2 separate regions of the Hordeum vulgare genome follow, and region 1 is linked to region 2. A link is a contact called in public Hi-C data. All regions are on one chromosome and are shown on one strand. The core of a region is the stretch at or near the end of the contact, and the rest is flanking DNA. Distances in the headings are between cores, read along the strand shown. Region 1 holds the start of LOC123448498 (vacuolar cation/proton exchanger 2). Region 2 holds the start of LOC123448497.

Region 1 (4,204 bases), core at 261-2,760, 280 kb after region 2:
AGAGCCGCGCACCAAAGAATCCCTTCCGGACTGGTGCACAAGGAACGACCACGATCACGCGCCGAAACAACATGCAAGGATGGAGCGCATTATGTGTCTTCTAACCATGTGACAGCTGTGGAAGCATCGCAACATCGTTTCCTTTGATGGCAAGACCCATGTCTGTGCGATGTGGTACACATAATTATGAGCGAATGCGCAGTGTGGCAGAAGGCTGGACTGCTAAGAGATGAGGGCGCACTAGAGGGCCTCCTCGCGGCGGCGCAAGGGTGGACGCAAGGCGAATAGTCGGCTAGAGTAGCGGGTGGAGTGATGTGTGAGCATCATGTAGACACGCCTTGTAGAACTGTGGAGGGGCTCTCCCCTCTTTTATCTCTTTCTATAATTATATATGATTCACACACTCGTGCGTGTTTGAGAAAAAAAATAGGTGTTAAAAAGCTATGAGAGACTATTAATTATAAACCGTGTTCTAGTTTTTTGCACACATATTATTTAGCTCACTTAGTTGTACGCTCAAGCCTCTCCAGAGGAGGTTGGGAGTTCGATCTCCTAAAACTGCATTATTCTTTTCCATCCTCTAGCAATCCGAGTGGGCCCAAACTGGTGCTTCTAACCTAACCGTGGTGGTGTCTTAAAAAAAAAGCCGAGCTGCACACAACATACATAGAGTTTTTTAATAGACTCTGGGTTGAACTTTCAAAAACATCACAGACTTTTCAATAAAAATGTTATGACGGACTAAAAATACATATTTCTTTTAATAATAGATATAGAGTATAGAGGAGTGACTTGTACCTTAGGGGTTGTTTGGATACTGAGCGTTAGCCGCGGGTATATAGAAAATATGTTTTAAGTTGAACCGGTTTTACGGTGGGTTTTATCAATAATGAGTGTATGTAAAGTTGTGTTTGGGTTTTATCAATACACAGTCGCCTCTACATTAGGCGCTGCCGTCATTGGCTGCCACCGTCTATCATCCCCGTCACAGGTCAGGGCCCCGATGTCGGCGCGAGCGCTGGCCTCATGGTGGAAGACATTCTTCTCATAGAGCTCCATGCCATGCCGCACACCGAAGGTCAAGTCCGTTTTTCTAAAGCGTGTTTGTATAAAATCGTCTCTGAGCCGTTTTCTCATAAACGCAAAATATGAATATTAGGAGAACCAAATTTTATTTATCCAAGAATTAGATAGAGTATCCAAACAAAATTTTAGTTGGTTAGAATCTCAAATGCATTTTTAGCTAACTCGTTCTCTAAAAGCTCGCTGTCCAAACAACCCCTTAAGTATGTCAAGGCTCGATTATTGTATCTTTGTTTTGTTCTACTTCTTGTAAAGATAGTAAAATAATATAAAAGTATTTAGATTACTAACATATTTTTTATAAAAAGAGTAGATTTTATAAGTTCTTTCTACGAAAATGAACCGACCTGGCAGCCAAAGAGCACAATTACCTCGACAAGGCTGTAGGGCTCAAACCAAGCAAGCTCTCGCGCCTGGCAGTAATTCCGGGTACCTTTTCTAAAAGAAAGGTTCTTCCGACCACCACCCGCGAAGCGTGGGCAAGGCACTGACGCACATTTCTTCTCCATGACACGGGGCCCGAAGCCGGATCCTCCCACACCGAAGCACGCAGGCAGCTTCGTCCCGTGCCCGTCGCGTCGCGCAACAAAACCAGCGGGAGGAGAAAAGGATTGGTAGAAGGAACGAGGAAAGGCCATTCGAAATCGACCATCCAAATCCGAGCCCTCCTTCACATTTCTTGCAGCGCTATTTTTCATCTGTCCGCGTCGCGGGGAGGTAGGATTCTTGCGCTATCCGGAGGTTGATAGGGATCGGTGGCGGTTCTTGATTTGGATTCGCTTCGTTTTGGATTTGTTCAGATGATGGGGGCGGCGGACAAGGCCGAGCTAGGGTTCGAGGAGGATGATGATATGGTGGCCGGCACGGCGCCGCCGGCCATGAAGATGCAGTCGCTCGACTTCGAGCACATCGGCTCGCTCGCGGCGGTGGCGGAGTCGCTCTCGCCCCGGAGCAAGTGGCGGATGGCGCTGAGGAGCATACGCATCGTCATCTTCCATGCCAAGATCAATGTGCTCCTGCCCTTCGGGCCCCTCGCCATCACGCTTCACTACCTCTCCGGGAACCACGTAAGTAACATGCCCACAAGGATCACCCATCTAAACTACTCTGCAGCATTCATTAGGGTTGATGCAGTATGATTTACTCTTCCTGCTTTGTTAGTTTCTTTCGTTTTTACTACTGTACTACTTTTGAATCTGTAATAGGGGCGCATGCTTTCATTTTTTCTGCTGCATTCTTCGTCACGTTTACTTGCAACAGCAAGACTGACCTGATAATGCTTTCCATTTCTGGGATTGCTTCCTTCAAATGCTTCACAGCAAGGATGGGTTTTCCTTTTCAGCTTAGTTGGTATCACTCCCTTGGCCGAGAGATTGGGATATGCAACTGAGTAAGTGCCTAGTGGATTTTGTCTGATCTAGCTTCTGTATGTTATATAACTCACTGTATATTACTCCCTCCGTCCCATAATATAAGAGCGTTTTCCTATATTATGGGACGGAGAGAGTACAACGGATGAGTAGAGCATTTTGGAGGACGGTCTCCATGGAGCCTGTTATTAAAAAAACAAAACCAAAATTCAAACTTTTCAGTTTAAAAAAATTATGAACAAAAATATACACGTATTACAAAGATGTAATGTATATGTGTGTAAAATTTCACAATGAAATTCTATGAATTGCGAGCTGCACAAAAGATAACAAAATCATGGACTTTGAGAATGAACAGGACATGTGCTAAAAAGCCACATATTTGTTTTTCTTTGTAGCTCTCATTTTAATGTATTTTAACATGAAATTTTAAACACATGTACATTATGCCTCTGGATATATGCACATTTTTTCAGAATGTTTTGAAACATAAAAGCGTGAATTTTGAATTTTTCAAAGTTCGGCCTACATGGAGCTGGAGCTCCATTTAGCATTTTCGATAATGGATGCCTTGTCTTGTGCAGGCAACTTGCTTGCTACACTGGCCCAACAAGTATGTGTCTTCATTCCATATTATCTTAGCTTTCTAATTCAAATCATGACTTCAGCAATCGGTAAAGACTAAATTTTTGAACTGCAGTTGGGGGGCTTCTAAATGCTACTTTCGGAAATGCGACAGAGATGATTATCTCGATATATGCACTGAAAAATGGAATGATTCGTGTCGTACAACAGTCACTACTAGGCTCTATATTATCAAACATGCTGTTAGTTCTTGGGTGTGCTTTCTTTGCTGGTGGGCTTGCTCATCCTAATAGAGATCAGGTCTTCAATAAGGTACCAATAAAAAGGTGGTTATTTCCATTATTATCCACACATTTTATCTCTATTAACTTTCATTTTTCTATGTAGGCATCAGCTGTTGTGAACTCTGGGTTGTTGTTGATGGCTGTCTTGGGTCTAATGTTTCCAGCGGTGCTTCACTTTACACATTCTGAAGCACACTATGGAAAATCTGAAGTTTCTCTTTCAAGGTTTAGTAGCTGCATAATGCTTGTGGCTTATGCTAGCTATCTATTTTTTCAACTCAAGAGCCAGCGCAGTCTGTACAGCCCAATTGGTGAAGTAAGTAGTTGAAAGCTAATTTGTGCAAACACTTTTTTAGACAAGGGGAAATAGTTTATGCAAATACTGAAAACTGAAAAGCGAGATATGGATGCACAAGGTTTTACTCCGAGGGGCACATATCACTTTAATACTGTATCGTAGTTATTGTAGTCATCCATGTAAAGTTGTATCTTCTGCATTGGGTAGTGTAAGTAAGTGATCAAGCTGCATAATATGCATGCAATATGCGTTGAGGGATTTTCATGGGTCCTAATAGCGGTACTAGAGCTAGTACATTGAATTTACAGTCGAGGGGACATCACGTCAGGATATCAGTCTGTTTGAGGACACCACACAAGTGGTTGTGGGGGTGTGATTGCCGCCTGGTTGCTTTTGTTGAGTGGGCCTTTCTCCATGGCTGCCACGTTACAGTAGCTACTATCGTGGAATGTTCGGAACCTCAATGCTCCGGCCAAGCGATCCGTGGTGTTCCAAATGATTGCCACCATGCAACCTCATATTGTATGCCTTCAAGAGTCCAAGCTTGAGGTCATGTCCGGTGCCTTGGTCATGCAATGCCTTGG
Region 2 (4,238 bases), core at 984-3,483:
GCCTAACGGCACCACCTCCCTACGCGCAAACTACTGAGCATGTCGCGGTCACTGCCAATACACCGCGGCACCATGCCGCCATGTACCACCAGCCGACACACCTTGAAGCCTTTAGAAGATCAGTCGTGCGTAGCACCTGCCGAACAGGCATGGCACAGCGTAGCACCTGTCGGCCAGGCATGGCTTGACATCTCCACCGAAGCTCCATGCAAGACGAAGCCGCTCCACCTGTTGCCTTTGTCTTCCAGCACTGCTCCACAAATGATGCTCCCAAGAAAGAAACGACATCGCAGTGCCGCCATCGTCTGATCTGAAAGACCAGATCCTAGGGTTTCCCCCGAAGCAGCACACGTGGATATCGACAATAGTTACTCAATGATGCTTTCATGGAGGTAACGGCGCAGAACGCCGCCATCGCCCGCCGTCGGCTCGGTTTTCACCGACAACTATGTCTCCCCGACTCGCAGCCGGAACTGCATGACGGATCTAGAGATCCGACCACCCAACCTCAGGCCGACCAACTCCGACGAAGAAGATGACCACCACCGCCAAGGCCCGCCTCCATGCCAAGAAGGGCCATGAGACTCCAGCACCGTCAGTAGTCGTGCCCGACGGCACATCACGAGCACCCCGGGGATGCCTCCCCGACCTCCCTCGGCGCCGATCCAAGGCCGAGCACAGGCGACAAGACCAAGCCGGCGAGCAGCCCCAAGGGGATCCTTCCCGACTACGCCCAGCCTAGGTGCCACCGCCCCCCGCACCGTCCAGATCCAACAGGTCGGCCGCCGGCCACCACAACTCTCCTCATGCAGCCCTCCACGCCCGCCACCGTGGCAGCTAAGCGTCGTCGCGCCCCGCACAACGCCACGTTCCGGCTAGTGTAGATCACCCCAGGACGATCCCGCCTCGCGAGAAGGAGAGAGCGCCCACCGCCGCCCACGCCGGGCAGGCTTCGCCCACCGGCACGCCCTGGCGGCGGAGGGGGGAGGGAAGGGGGAGGAGGGTCGCAGTCCGGCGCCGGCTAGGGTTTCCTCCCCTGCCGTCCGTGGGAATGCCAGAGGAGGAGAAGTCGGTTTATGATAATACTGGTTCCACCATGTTCTGAATACATTTCAGGAAATAACAAACTTTTTTGCATCTAGGAGTACAAACATCAGAATATGATGGCTCTTATTTGTTCACCTTAACAACTAATCCATGCAATAATGCACCCTTATCTTATTAAAGCCAATAAATTCCATTATACATTCATGATGTGTTGCCTTCATTGAAATGCCAAAGGACTGTTCTTTATGCTGAACAGTGAATTGCTCCAACATAAAAAGAAGATACCAATCTCATACTTAAGACCGTACTTTGCACACAGCATATAATCTATCTTAAAAATTGGATTTTACTACAACTATGTGGAATACATAGCAAAGGATTTACAAGCAGAATACAATACTATAAATGCTTAAAATTGCTTTCAGGTCCATTGCAACCCAAAGAATTGTACAACAAAGGCGAAGAAGGGCTCACCCGGCAGACAAGTTCAGCAGTAGCGCGGGAACGGTCGAGAGGCGATGTCCACGCGGCGGCCAGCTGCGAACCACGGGAGCGCAGGAAAACAGACAGCGCGCGCGCCTGTCGCTCCCCGCGCGCCGTGAGGGCCACCGACGGCCATCGCCCACCAACCAGGTCGGGCCGCATCGCGAACGCACATTCCCCGTGGCTAACTACAACAACCTCCAGCAGCGCTTCCGTTCTCCCCTGCTGCGGGAGGTGCTGGAGCGGCGACGGTGGCGTAAGGAGCACGTGGCAGGGGTCCCAGACCTTGATGTTGGGGCCCAGGAGGCGTGGGGTGCCCATTACGGATGGCTGCGGCGAGAGAGGCGAGTCGGCGGCTCGGCAGGGGAGCACCTCGGGCTCCTGCTCCAGCACCTTGGACGCAGAGGTCGGTGGAGCCGGCGCTTGGGCGGGAGGGGGCCGGGCCGTGGGCTCCAAGGCTGAGGCAGTCGATGGATCATCGTCGCCTTCGTCGGCCGCGGTAGAGATGGAGGAGTGGGAGGAATGTGCAGAGCCCATTGTGCGCGGCTGTGGTGGGCGGCGAGATCTGACCTGGAGGTGGGATGTGTGCTAAGTGGGGAGACGCCACAGTCCATAAAAAAGGACGCCCTGTAAAGACCTTCTATTTGCCTCCCATCGGCGACACATTGATGAAGCTTCGTGGAAGGCAGACACGAATATATCGACCTATTTGGAGATATTGAACTACAGACGTGTAAAGAAAAAGGAAAAAGAAATTGGAAGGGGCCGGGCCATGGGCTTCGAGGCTGAGGCAGTGGATGGATCATCGTCGTGTTCGTTGGGCGCGGTAGAGATGAAGGAGTGGGAGGAATGTGCGGAGCCCATTGTACACGATCGTGATGGGCGGCGAGATGGATGTGGGATGGATGCAAAGCGGGGAGAGTGAAGCAAGAGCATCTCCACCGCAGTCCTTCAAAAAAGGAAGCCTTTATAGAGACCTCATATTTGTCGTCCGCGTGTGGCAAATTGATGAACCTTCGCTAAAGGCATCCACGAATGGGTCGATCCATTTAAAGATATTGAACTGCAGACGGGTAAAAAAATAGGAAAAATAAATTTGAAATGAGTCGGGCCATGGGCTTCGAGGCTGAGGCACTGAATGGATCATCGTCGCCTTTGTTGGGCGCGGTAGAGATGGAGTGGGAGGAACATGCAGAGCCCATTGTGCATGACCGTGATGGACGGGGAAATCTGACTTGGATGTGGGATGGATGCAAAGTGGGGAGAGTGAAGAAGCAAGAGCATCTCCACTGCAGTCCATCAAAAAAGGCGCCCCTATAGAGACCTCGTATTTACGGTCCACGTGTGGCAAATTGATGAACCTTTGCTAAAAGCACCCACGAATGGGTCAACCCATTTCAAGGTATTAAACTGCAGATACATAAAAACATAAGGAAAAGAAACTGAAAAAAGAATTGACGCGCAACTTGAACTCGTGACCTGCTTCTCATTTGTGAGTGAAACTAGCCAACCGAAGTAGTGTCTTCAACTGATGGATTTGCGCCCCATAGTCTTAAATATCAGATTTAATTTAAACATATTCCAAAAATACACGTTCAACATTTTCTAATATATGATAAGCATCTTGGAAAAAAAATAAAAAAAATATGCATTGAACAATTTTTGAATATGGATTGAACATTTGTAATATACGTTGAACAATTTTCAAATACACATTGAACATTTGTAATATATATTGAATAATTTTTTAATACACAATGAACATTTGTATTATACACAATTTTTTAATACTTACTGAACAAATGTGTAATATACCACCAAACAAATTTTGAAAACATAGAAAAATAATTCATGTTCATTGAACTATTTCTAATATACGATGAACATTTTATAATGTATAATGAACTTTTATAAATACCGTGAACATTTTCTAAATATACATTGAACATTATGTAACACATAATGAAGTTTGTATAATATAAAGAAAAATAAACAGTAAAAAGAAAAAAAATCATAAAAAGTAAAATTAAAAGAAAAGAAGTATAAATAAAAACATAAAAGAAAGAACCTAGAAAGTACAACGCAAAAAAAACAGTAACGAACAAAACAGCTCATGCGGCAATGAATATCATACACTACCTTGCACTAGATCAGCCCACCCGCCAGGCCTGCTCGCGTTTCCCCAATGATTTGCCGCCCGCGGGCGGTAAATAGGAATTGCCGTCCGTATATCTCGGCAAAGCCTATTTAGCCTTGTACGCATCGGTTTCTTTGTTTTTCTCTAAACCGACGCGTGCAACGGCTTTTCGTGGGCCGGCCCATATTTTCCATCGTGTGAGAGGCGGACTCCATTCACGACTCGTTCTCCTCGTCTCCCTTATACAAAGCACGCGAGTTCCTTTGTGGTTTTTCTTCTTCCTCTTCCTTCCTACCTGTCGTCGTCCCTTTGAATCCGGCGAATCAGGCGAATTGTAAGCGGTGCCCAACTCTAAACCGGCGACTCGCGCATCTCCGGCTCGCGCTTCTTCGTCGGTTCTGTTCTTCTCCTCATTTCATTTGATGGGTTCGACTGGTTCGGTCTCCTTCCAACCCTAATTTTGTTTTTGCGTGATTTTGTGGTGCTGATTTGTGTGTTTGCTCTTGATTTGTGTGGATCTAGTCGTTTGTAGTGATGGATTGTGTCTCTTGTTCTTAGGGAGTGCGATAGA

What was found. A called contact is a pair of places that touch in the nucleus more often than the background predicts.
Region 1: a Hi-C map of seedling shows a contact between it and region 2, with 5 times the contacts expected there. The contact joins the promoter of LOC123448498 here to the promoter of LOC123448497 in region 2. A contact is called at or near these places in 4 of 6 Hi-C or Micro-C datasets (leaf and seedling).

The regions. Positions count from the first base shown.
Region 1 is chr4H:262,914,917-262,919,120 of MorexV3_pseudomolecules_assembly, forward strand. LOC123448498 (vacuolar cation/proton exchanger 2) reads left to right here and starts at 1,511. Exons shown (of 12, transcript XR_006631804.1): 1 at 1,511-1,800; 2 at 1,884-2,150; 3 at 2,403-2,473; 4 at 3,038-3,066; 5 at 3,154-3,350; 6 at 3,426-3,638.
Region 2 is chr4H:262,635,380-262,639,617 of MorexV3_pseudomolecules_assembly, forward strand. It overlaps LOC123448497, which reads right to left and starts at 2,234. Exons shown (of 2, transcript XM_045125409.1): 1 at 1,522-2,234. The coding sequence starts at 2,067.